Regions from separate parts of the Mus musculus genome. Here region 1 is linked to region 2. The links are chromatin contacts, called in public HiChIP or PLAC-seq maps. All regions are on one chromosome and are shown on one strand. The core of a region is the stretch at or near the end of the contact, and the rest is flanking DNA. Distances in the headings are between cores, read along the strand shown.

Region 1 (5,232 bases), core at 2,728-5,227, 220 kb before region 2:
TATATATATATATTTACATAACCCTAATCTATATTACCACACTTCATTACAGATTTTATAGGTATGTAGATATAAAATCATATACAGCTTTAATATCTGTAAACATTAGAGTGATGCAATGAGCTACTCTAATATCACTATTGTTCAGTTTCTGGTTCCACCCTGGGAAAGAGGGCAAGGGTGCACGCATGGCCTGGTTTGTGCTTGGCAGTTTACTGATTGGGAATAAAGGGGAGAAAAATATCTCTGAGCTAGCTGACTCATGCTCCTAAGGTCCTGCCATCTGCTACTCCCTTGCGTGACTTCCCCAAGAACAGATAGACGCACCTCATGCTTTACAATTTACTTAAATTGTGCAATCCCTGTGTGCCCATTGCCCTTAGAGACCAGAAGAAGGGCATCAGACCCTCTAGGACTGTGGCTGCAGAAGATGAGCCTCTGTGTGTGTAGAGAATTGCACCAGATCCTCTAGAACTGCACTTACCCCTGAGCCTTCCCGCTGCCCCCATTCCTCACTTTGACACAGATAAATCTGTAGGCTCTACTTTGTAGAAGGAACATTATTTCACTTTGTCAAAGAAGTTTCTTTGCACATGAAAATATGCCAATTTGTGAGAAAATGTGGCTCAGTTACAAGGTCTGCTGGACCTTAGAAGTGGCCAGAACCACAGTCAGCAAAGCACAACCCATCCCTAACCAAGCTATGCACTGAGATAAGACACCAGAGATTAGGTAGGATGCACTCGCCAAGAATGTTACCCTCAAAACTCCATTCAGTGGACTCATGAATAGGGAAAGTAATGTTCTCCTGTAACTTTCCTTGTCAATGACAATCTTCAATTTGTGGTCCAGATCCTCCTGAGTGTGAGACAATGACTAAGACTTTACCATCGAATTCAGAGATTGCACCAGGTGCCAACTCACCTCTGGCATGACCCCCACCACTCATGCCCTCTGTGGCTGAGTTTCTCTGCATGGTAAACCAGTGATAGTCATCTATGGGCACCAGCATCAGCCTGCCTGCCTGGGCAAAGCCAGAGACCAGCAGCAGACACATAAATACACACACAAAGAAAGGGAGGCTACAAACCCTGCAGACCAGGAGCTATGGGAGAAGCACAGCCCTAGGCAATCCAGCCTTGGGTCTTTGCTGCTCTGATTCATCCTGGAAGATCAAACCTTCCCTTGTGGAGGGCATGGACTCACAAGCCATCAGGGCATTCTCGCAGACAGTGGGTACCGATAAGGGAAATAAGAAATGAGCAGTTCTCATTGGGATACCTACTTATATGTTTACATATAAGAAAAGCTTAAACTGTTAACACTGGATGGAGATGGGCAATGTGCCATAGGGCAATTTACAAACCATTGTGAAGAAATGTGTGAGACACCAAGGATTCCAAAAACAGCAGAAAGTAAATTAACAAACAAACAAACAAACAAACACCTTTGCATTTCTAAAACTGGTCTCAAAGTAAAGTGGGAACAAGCCTCTTCAGACAACCAGACCCTTTGCTGACAAAGGATGGGCTGCCTCTGCTTCCAAGGCACTGGGCAGGGGAGATAATTAGCACAGATGTTTTCCCTTCCCAACACCATGCACGGGCTTGCCACAGACAGTGAAAACTCTTCTGGGATGGGTACATCCACATCACAGCCTCTGCCCGTTGTGGAAGAGGAGCTACAAAGGTGGTAACAGTCAGAACACCAAGAAGTCTGTGGTGAACCGGTCTCTGCATAAATGAAACCAGAACAATGGCACTAACAATGGCTATGCCAATGTGGAAGGGGGAAATTTTCTCAGGGTCTTACCCCTAGGCAAAGAACTACAGGCTACTGGGAGAGTTGGCCTCTCCTAGGCACGAGTCCTTTATTGACTGTCCAATACCAAGTGTTCAGCCCTGATACCAAATACACACAAACAACAAAAACAGACTCAGCAGCCTATACCTGCACTTTTGTGAAACAAACACACATATGTAACAATAATTATCAAAGGAGAAGAGGCTATCAGATTGAGAGTGGGAAAACACAGGTAGGGTTGGAGAGAAGATAGTAGGGGAGTCATGATGTAATTCTATTCTGTTTGAAAATGTAAAAAAAAAGTGAACATAAAATATAATCACCATTACAGGAATTTAAACACCCACACAGCATAAGTGATGAAACCATTCAGATATTTGAGATTTAGAGAAAGCCAATCATGGTGAAATCTAAAATATTTTAAGAAAAATTTACCATTCACAGCAAAAGGGAAAATTAACTAATTTAGACTCCTACAAATAAAAACCATGCAGATCAAAAGAAAACAGCCAGAAAAGAATCAACAAGGAACAAACAAACAAAAAGCCCTAAAAATCATGCAGCACATACATGAAAGTCTGAGTGTTACTATCCCCAAATGAGACAGAGTCGTTGCTAACTTTGGTTAAAGATGTGAGTGAAATTTCCCATGGAGGAAATGCAAATGGCCCAGCTGGCTAAGGAAACAGATGTCAGAGACTGAAGCAGCTCCACAGAAAGAGGGAGAGGACAGGAATAAGCTAAGTGACCCTTCATTTCTTACTGTGTCTCTTACTCTTTTGTCAAAAGCAATGCAGGCTGGTGATTATAAATGAGATTATAAATGGTGGCGCATGCCTTTAATCCCAGCACACGGGATAAAAGCACAGAGGCAGGCGAATTTCTGAGTTGGAGGCCAGCCTGGTCTACAAAGTGAGCTCCAGGACAGCCAGGGCTATACAGAGAAACCCTGTCTCTAAAAACCAAAAAAAATAAAAAAATAAATAAATAAATAAATAAATAAGAATGTCAACGGTACACACATCCATAAGCAAGATTTATCAGCTGTACAAACGCACAGTTAAGTGTGAATGGTTAAAAGTAATCCATCAAAAGAACTGAAAAAGAAGAACATACATGCCAAACCACAGTCCAGCAAGGAATAACTTCATCATCCAAAGTCTACCTCATCATGTGCTAAAGGGAAGATGGTGTACCTTGGAAAGTGGCTTTCCCTGGTGGCAGTTGATTCCACCAATGTAGATCACATTGGGCATCACAGGTCTGGGGAACTCCAAGACAAAGTCTGTGCGTAACAACCAAATGGACACTGGGCTGAAGAGGTCTGTCATAGTCACTGGGGTCTGGAGAACTTCAGAGGCAATATCTGCAGCACTTTTGAAAAACTTATGACAAAATGCACGCTCCCCCATGTAGGCCAAAAGGTTCCGAGTTCTTTCCTTGAAAGTCATGGTGTCTGTGAATTTTAAGAGCATTCTGGGGATATAAGAAGGAGGACTGGGGCACTGGGCAGCATCTTCAAGATAATGACAAAATATTCCTCTGCTGAAGACCACGGATGGGAGAGAAAAGTACTTGGCTACAGTTAAGCCGCACACATCGAAAGGATCCAGAAACACAGCATCAAAAGAAGTCTGCTTCAAGTATTCCACTAACTTCTTGTCGTTAAACAAACTCCTACAGTGTGAAAACAGTAATTCGAAGAAACCTTTGGCTGGAGAATCAAGCAGAGGAAGTATTCCTCCCTCCTGCTGACTTTTCCATTGTGCATCAATAAAAATCTTGAACTCCCGGTTTAAATCCTCCTGCGTATGAGAAACTGCATATGTTTTCACTACAAAATTCAATGGTTTCGTCAGCTGCCAACTCACCTCCGGAACAACCACTACGACCTCATGGCCTTTGTGAAGGAGTTTCTCCACAACCGTCTGCATCGTAAACCAGTGGCTCCCATCCATGGGCACCACCAGCAGCCTGCCTGCCTGGGCCAAGCCAGAGGCCAGCAGCAGGCACACACAGAGAGGAAGGGAGGCTGGAAAGTCTGCAGGAGCCATGGCAGAAGTGCAGCCTAAGGCAATCCAGCTGCTGAGACTCAGCACTGAAGAGGAAGTGTGAGCCAGAGAGAAATCTACGCAGGAGGGTGTGTGCTCACAGCCGTTTAGGAGAATGATTTACTGAGGAGAACAGTAAAAAATGAGCAAGCATGATTAAGGAACATGCTTGTTTCCTGAGGAGAAGACCTTCTGACCCTTTTTGGGGGGTAGAATCACACAATGTGAGCTTAGAAATAGTTATGAGGAAATACACTAAACCCTAAGGAGTCCAAATGCTTATACAAAAGGAAGCAAGTTTCAAAGCAGCTTACATTTCTAGGATTGATCTCAAAGCAAAATCTGAACACATTTTTAGGTGACCTGACTGACTCTGTTTCAAAGAGATATTCTGCCTCTGCTTCCAAGGCAAAAGGGGAAGTTCTAGAGCCTGTCCTCCCAAGAGACAGAGAATCAACTCTGCCAGAGAGCAGGGCTGCTGTCTCTGTGCACACAGTGGGATTCTTGTTCCATTTTCAAACACTTTCATGTGCCTTGCTGACGCTAGGCTGACAACCATCTTCACAGACCAATCCAGGGACGGGAAGGAAGGTGACATCAACCTCCTTACAAAATCCCCTCTGAGTCACTGGAAGCCATAGGCAGACATTCTCTATGAAGAAGCAGAGAGAGCTCTCCGGTGATGCCCCTCAGTAGCCCAGGGACCTTCTCCACAGAGCAATGGCTCTGTCTCCCATGGCACTGCAGCATCTGCAGGGTTGCTTCCACCTTGTGGCTACTTTGAACAGTGCTGCCATCAGCACCACATGCTGGGTCCTCTCAGGAATTGATCTCAAGTCCTTCAACTGGGATTAAGGCTGCTAGCTCAGGAGGAAGTTCTGGTGCTCACTGCTAAGAAACTATTAGACACCTCTACACGGGGCGGTAGCATTTTAATTTCCCTCCAGGCCTCCATTACTGCCTGGCCTCCACATCCTCTCTGAAGCTATTTTTACTTCTGTTTAGTGTACTCTTCCTGGTGCTGGGCACGACATCTTGTGGGTTCTGCTTGCATTTTGTAACCACCCCCATCTCCTGCCTGATTTTGCCAGGACAGGAGAACAACACTTGAATTTGAAAGTCCTGACACTGGAGTTGCTAATATTCAGAAATACCACTGTCTCCCTTTCCCATCAATTGGTTGGAAATCTCTCATTCACCAAATACACAAGAATGTGAGACAAATACTCACCTACAACAAAGCCTTTGACTCTCAGCACAGCATGGTTCAGAAGAGTTGCTCTAAGTAGACAGAAGACCCTTGAGCTGCATAGACACTGGGTCTGGTTAACTTCACTATGTGATGTTTTGATTTATCTGCAAGGTTTTGGTTTTTGTT
Region 2 (4,971 bases), core at 1,577-4,076:
AAGATAAAACCAGAGTGAGTGGTTGGCTGCCTCTGAGGTCTTAGAACTTTTGAAGAAAAAAAAAAAAAAAAGAAAAAAGAAACACTACATAATTGTTACAGATTTGGAAAGGAAAGGGCTCAAATGAATTAAATATAAAATAAAAAGAAGAATATCAAAATGCTAATATTCTATGTGTGAGAGAGTGAATCATAGTTGCTTTTCAATTCTCTTAATATAAGCTTTTCTGGTTTTCCCAAATTACCATAAAAATAAGCCAGGTGTGGTGATGTAACCCTTTATACATCTTTAATCCCAGTACTTGGGAAGCAGAGACAGGCAGTTCTCTGTGAGTTCAAACACCAGCCTGGAACAGCTAGTTCCAGGGAAACCAGAACTATATAGAGTGACCCTGCCTCAAAAACAAAAAAAAAAAGAAAAAGAAGGAAGGAGAGGGAGAGAAAGAGAGAAAGAGAGAAAGAGGGAAAGGGGGAAAGAGAGGGAAAGAGAGGGAAAGAAAGAGGGAAAGAAAGAGGGAAAGAGAGGGAAAGAAAGAGGGAAAGAGAAAGAAAGAAGCAACCAAGCTTCTGTACAAAAATGTTAATGTATAAGCAGCAACATTAAAAACATTTCATTTGGACCTTCTTGCTTTGTGCTTACATTACCATGTTCTGATTATTCTCCAGCCACAGTACTGCTTTCAGCATGAAATCCAACATTTACCAGAAATTCATCATGAAGGGGATGAGAAACTCTGAAGTACTTCATGCCACATTCCAACGAGAAAGAAATGCAGCCTTGGAGAAGGATAAGGGTGTGGCTTAGAATCTTACCGTAAAACTGTTGTTGACATTTTTGGTGCTGGATTCTGCTACGCTGGCATCAGTCAGGTCTACCTCATCAAATATAATCGACTGGAGAGAGATGCAAACAGAGGATTTCAGGCAAGCCAGGGCAAGCACATCCAAGCACTGGTGGTGCTGCCCAGATTCTCCCTACCCACACCTACAAGCTCAGGTTCCTTGAAACCTCAACATCTGATCAATACACCATGCGAAATTCATGCAACCACCTGTCTGCCTGCCTCTCCCAAAGAGCATGGATCACAGGTAGTCTGTGGCTTTCACTCCAGAGTTCATTAGTGGGTATGTATACCAATGCTGACCTTTCTTTCTTGTGCTTCCAGATTAGGTATGAGACAGCCAGTCAGGATCCAGAGTTAGAGGATCCCTCTGGTTTGGGTTTCTCCAGCAAAATAATTGGAAAAAAGTTCCAACTAAAACAAATACTATAGGGACAAGAGACAGACCCCATGAGAATAACCCATACCACCATAAAGAAAGCCAAGGAATAGAGCATGAGGAATTCAGTCCTGCAGAGTCCAGCCAGTTCTAGGGGCTGCCTCTATTCCTCTCCCCACTAACGTCCAAGCCACAGCCCCTACCTCCAGTTTATTTCACTGTGCCCTCTATTCTAAGATGACTCTATCTGGAATCCCTGAAAGAAAGACTAACAACTAAGAAAACCTTCCCCACCCCCACCAATAGGACTAAAATAGCCATGGCTGTGGTGAGAACCCTTCTAGCCATGCTGCCTTGCTCCATTCCTCATTTCAGCACACTAACTCTCTAGGGATGCTTATCATTCCAGACTTTTCTTTTTGCCCGAGTATTAGAACTGCCACCAACACTGAGCCATGTTAGGCCTTCCAGCCTGCACACTGGGGTTTGAAGTTGACAGCAACATCCCAGCTGCTCCTCTGACACCTGCCTAAGGAGTCCAGCTTTGAGTCTTAACAGGGCAGGAACTCACCACCCAGGGCCAGCAGCTGGGAAGCCTAGAGATAAAGACCTACATATTTTTGTTCACACACTAAGATGCCCGATGACCAGAGTAGCTCTTAGCCCATAAAAAAGATTCACGAGCCTGTGGTTCCCATCTTTCTGAAAGGAAGCTAACTGTAATAGAGTTAGTTATGTGACCATTTTTCCATTTTCAGAGAAAGGGGAAAGGAACAGAAATAATTTTTATGAAAAATAAAGCATGCTTAGTGACAAATAAAATCTGACACCTACTATTTATTACAAGCCAGATGAGATGGGGCTATAGTTCAGTGGTAGACTGTGAATACCACATCCAAGGCTCTGTGTTCAATTCCAACATGACCAAAACGAACAGACGAACAAACAACAAACAACCCTACCAGGAAATAACTGGTATGCAAGTATTTATCCTGTGCATGAGTACTGAGCTCCTAATGAGGCTCCTGAGGAGGTCCTCTAACAGTGCCTCACCTTTGCAGTTTTAGCATAGTAAAGTGTTCGCCCTCGAAGCTTAAAGTACCTCCTCTTGGATCGCTGGAACGAGTTGTTCTGTTTGGTCAGCATGCCTTCTTTGAGGATGGTCTGAAAGCACAAAAGCACACTGTGAGCTGCATTTCTGAGGTGCCCATTGCCCTGAAACAGCCTGTTGTGACTGATGAACAAGGTTGTGCCCCTAAGGGGCCAAGCAGCCTACCAGAAGAACAGTTCTTGTTCTCTCACAGACCTTGACCTCAACACTGGCCATATAAGCACTGTGCTGCCAAGGGAGAAGCAAGGGGTATACCATTTCTCTAACAGAACAGGCCTTAGAGACTCAAGGTGTTTCCTAACTATGCCCAACAGATTAGCAAAGGAGAAACTGAGGTTCGAGGGACTCCAGGAAGTAGCAGCTGGGGGACAACAAAGACCAGTGCATTCTCCAGCTTCAGCATTTGGTAATTTTCAGCTATTCTTGGCCCTGCCTTCGTGTTCTCTGGCCTCCTGCCATTTCTCAGGATCTTGTTGCCAAAACTGTTCACGTTCACTGCTCTGAGTTTCAGTGTGGCTCTAGGCCTGTGTTCTACTCAGCCCTGTGCATGGTTCTGAGGTCAACATAGGCATCTGACACTCATCTCTGTCCTCTCTATTCCCCACTCCCCCACCCCCATGATACTGACAAGCCCATTATACTACAGGAAATATTCCCTTCTCCCTAGAGAACTTCCCCTGCTCAGATAACAGCAAGTCAGAGCATGGTCCCATGTACTTGGCTCCCAGTGAACACTGATCCTAACTTACTACATGAAAATCAAACACTCAAGGAATGGCAAGATGCCCTGAACCACTCAGAGTCAGCAATGCAGTCAACACTAATAACAGGCCTGGTATAGCTCAGTATAGAATGTTTGTCTAGCACACTCAAGGCCCAGGGTTCCATCCCCAGCACTGCAAAGAAAAAAAAAAAAAAATAACAACAATAAATAATGTCCAGAAGAATAAGAACTCAACTCCATATTCAGCACTTTCCTTATACTACAGTTATACAGCTTTGCCCTGTAAACAACTTTTGAAATAGTGTATGTATGAAGCACCTAGACATCTGAATTTTTTTTTTAAGTTTTTCGAGGCAGGGGTTTTCTTGGTTTTTCGGGACAGGGTTTCTGTGTAGCCCTGGCTGTCTTGGAACTTGCTCTGTACACTAGACTGCCCTGAAACTCATAAAATCCACCTGTCTCTGCCTCCCAAGTGCTGGGATTAAAAGCATGCACCACCACCACCACCTGGCATTTAAGGATACTTTAAACTTCCTAACATAAAACCAGAGTAAACAAGACACAGAAACCTTGGGTCATCCAATCGTGCCAAAATAAAAAGACAGCACACTGTATAACTAAGTTTCCACCATCCTGTATCTCAGGGAAGAAAGATAGAGAGAGAGAAAAATATTAAACCAAACCCCAGCTCCTTCACTCCTTAAACACACAAAACCAGGTTTGGGGTCCACAGACCAGCAGAGCACAGGCCATTATATGGTGCCTGAGATTTCCTCTCCTCCTTCTGACACAAGGCATCTTCCTTAGGCACCTTCTAACCAGCCAGGCGGGGTGCACGTGCTCACATTTATTCACAGGCTCACTAGAATGTACTCTGTGGATCCTACCTGGTACTATACCAGCTGCCCTCTTGAGAATTTACCTTCACCTCTTACTTCTGAAAGCACCACTTAGCCTATTTCCAGGCAGTTAAAAAATATCAAGGGAAACATAGCATGATGCCACAAACCAAGGAAGAAGCACATCCAGCTACTGCCACTACAGCAAAACAAGGACCTAAGGCCAGGACACAATCCAATCTGCAGTATGGAGGAGCTAGAACCAGCTTTGATTCTGAGTGCCCTTTCCAGTTCCAAGCTTGCATGGATGGCATTCCTGTTAAATACATCTGTACATAACCATCCACGCATGCCTGAAGCACACACAGAGACCCTCTCCTGTGGACATTAAAGGACTCACTTAGAGCCCTCCTCACCCCAACTCAGCTTCCTTACCTTGGAAGGGGAAGAAATTGCTTCCATTTCTTTCCTAAGTACAAATTTTAAAATAAAAATAAGGCCACAAAACCAACAGGTCAACCCAGAAAAGTTACAAATTATCATTAAAGAAGAGATACAAAAGTATTTTTGTATCTGCTGCTAGTTTTTCTTACAAAAGAGGAAAAAAAGCAAAATTAAAACACAATCTACGCCATCACCCATATACACAGACAAGCACACACAGTCACAAAAATATGTTTCAGTAAGTAGACCAGAGCCTGCAAGCCTGGGCTGCCCAAAGAGACCTGCTGTTCTATTTATAGAACAAGCATGCTCAGAAGGAGACCCTGGTGGGTTTGCAGCGGAAAAGGATGGAGAAAGATAAAAACCAGTTATTTCTTTGAAGCTTTCTCAGAAACAGCATTTGTCTTCTGATTCGCACTCTGAGTACTACAGATATGCTACAGGATATTTTTAAAAACTCGGTCTAAGACAATTAACTTTTAAAAGTGGTCAAGAAAACTGCACCCTGAAACCACATGCTAGATTTTGCAAAGGAAGCCTGCAAGAGGCACCAGAAGAAAATGCTGCTTGCCGGGCAGACCCTCCCCACCAGAGAGGCAGCGAGAGTCAGGGACAGGCACAGGGAGGGGATTC

What was found. HiChIP or PLAC-seq counts read pairs in DNA pulled down with a chosen protein or histone mark.
Region 1: a contact with region 2 is called in an H3K27ac HiChIP or PLAC-seq map of microglia, with 4 times the contacts expected there. The contact joins the promoter of Ugt1a7c here to the enhancer-like site in region 2. A contact is called at or near these places in 2 of 39 promoter capture datasets (macrophages and neutrophils), 2 of 115 datasets of contacts at active chromatin or transcription factors (acute myeloid leukemia and microglia) and 3 of 9 other capture datasets (adipose tissue, macrophages and pancreatic islet).

The regions. Positions count from the first base shown.
Region 1 is chr1:88,093,746-88,098,977 of GRCm38.p6, reverse strand. Ugt1a7c (UDP glucuronosyltransferase 1 family, polypeptide A7C) reads right to left here and starts at 3,977. Exons shown (of 5, transcript NM_201642.4): 1 at 3,000-3,977. The coding sequence starts at 3,857. All of the region lies in intron 1 of Ugt1a10 (UDP glycosyltransferase 1 family, polypeptide A10), which reads right to left. All of the region lies in intron 1 of Ugt1a9 (UDP glucuronosyltransferase 1 family, polypeptide A9), which reads right to left. The region is part of intron 1 of Ugt1a8 (UDP glucuronosyltransferase 1 family, polypeptide A8); the gene reads right to left.
Region 2 is chr1:87,877,781-87,882,751 of GRCm38.p6, reverse strand. Dgkd (diacylglycerol kinase, delta) reads right to left here. Exons shown (of 30, transcript NM_177646.3): 2 at 2,274-2,384; 3 at 813-893. Among named protein-coding and RNA genes, the nearest start is that of Gm19582, 26 kb to the right of the region's middle. Within about 2 kb of position 2,826, at least 145 of the 459 cell types and tissues checked have an H3K27ac peak or open chromatin away from gene starts, as enhancers often do. A contact at or near this core is called in adipose tissue and microglia, where this site is marked.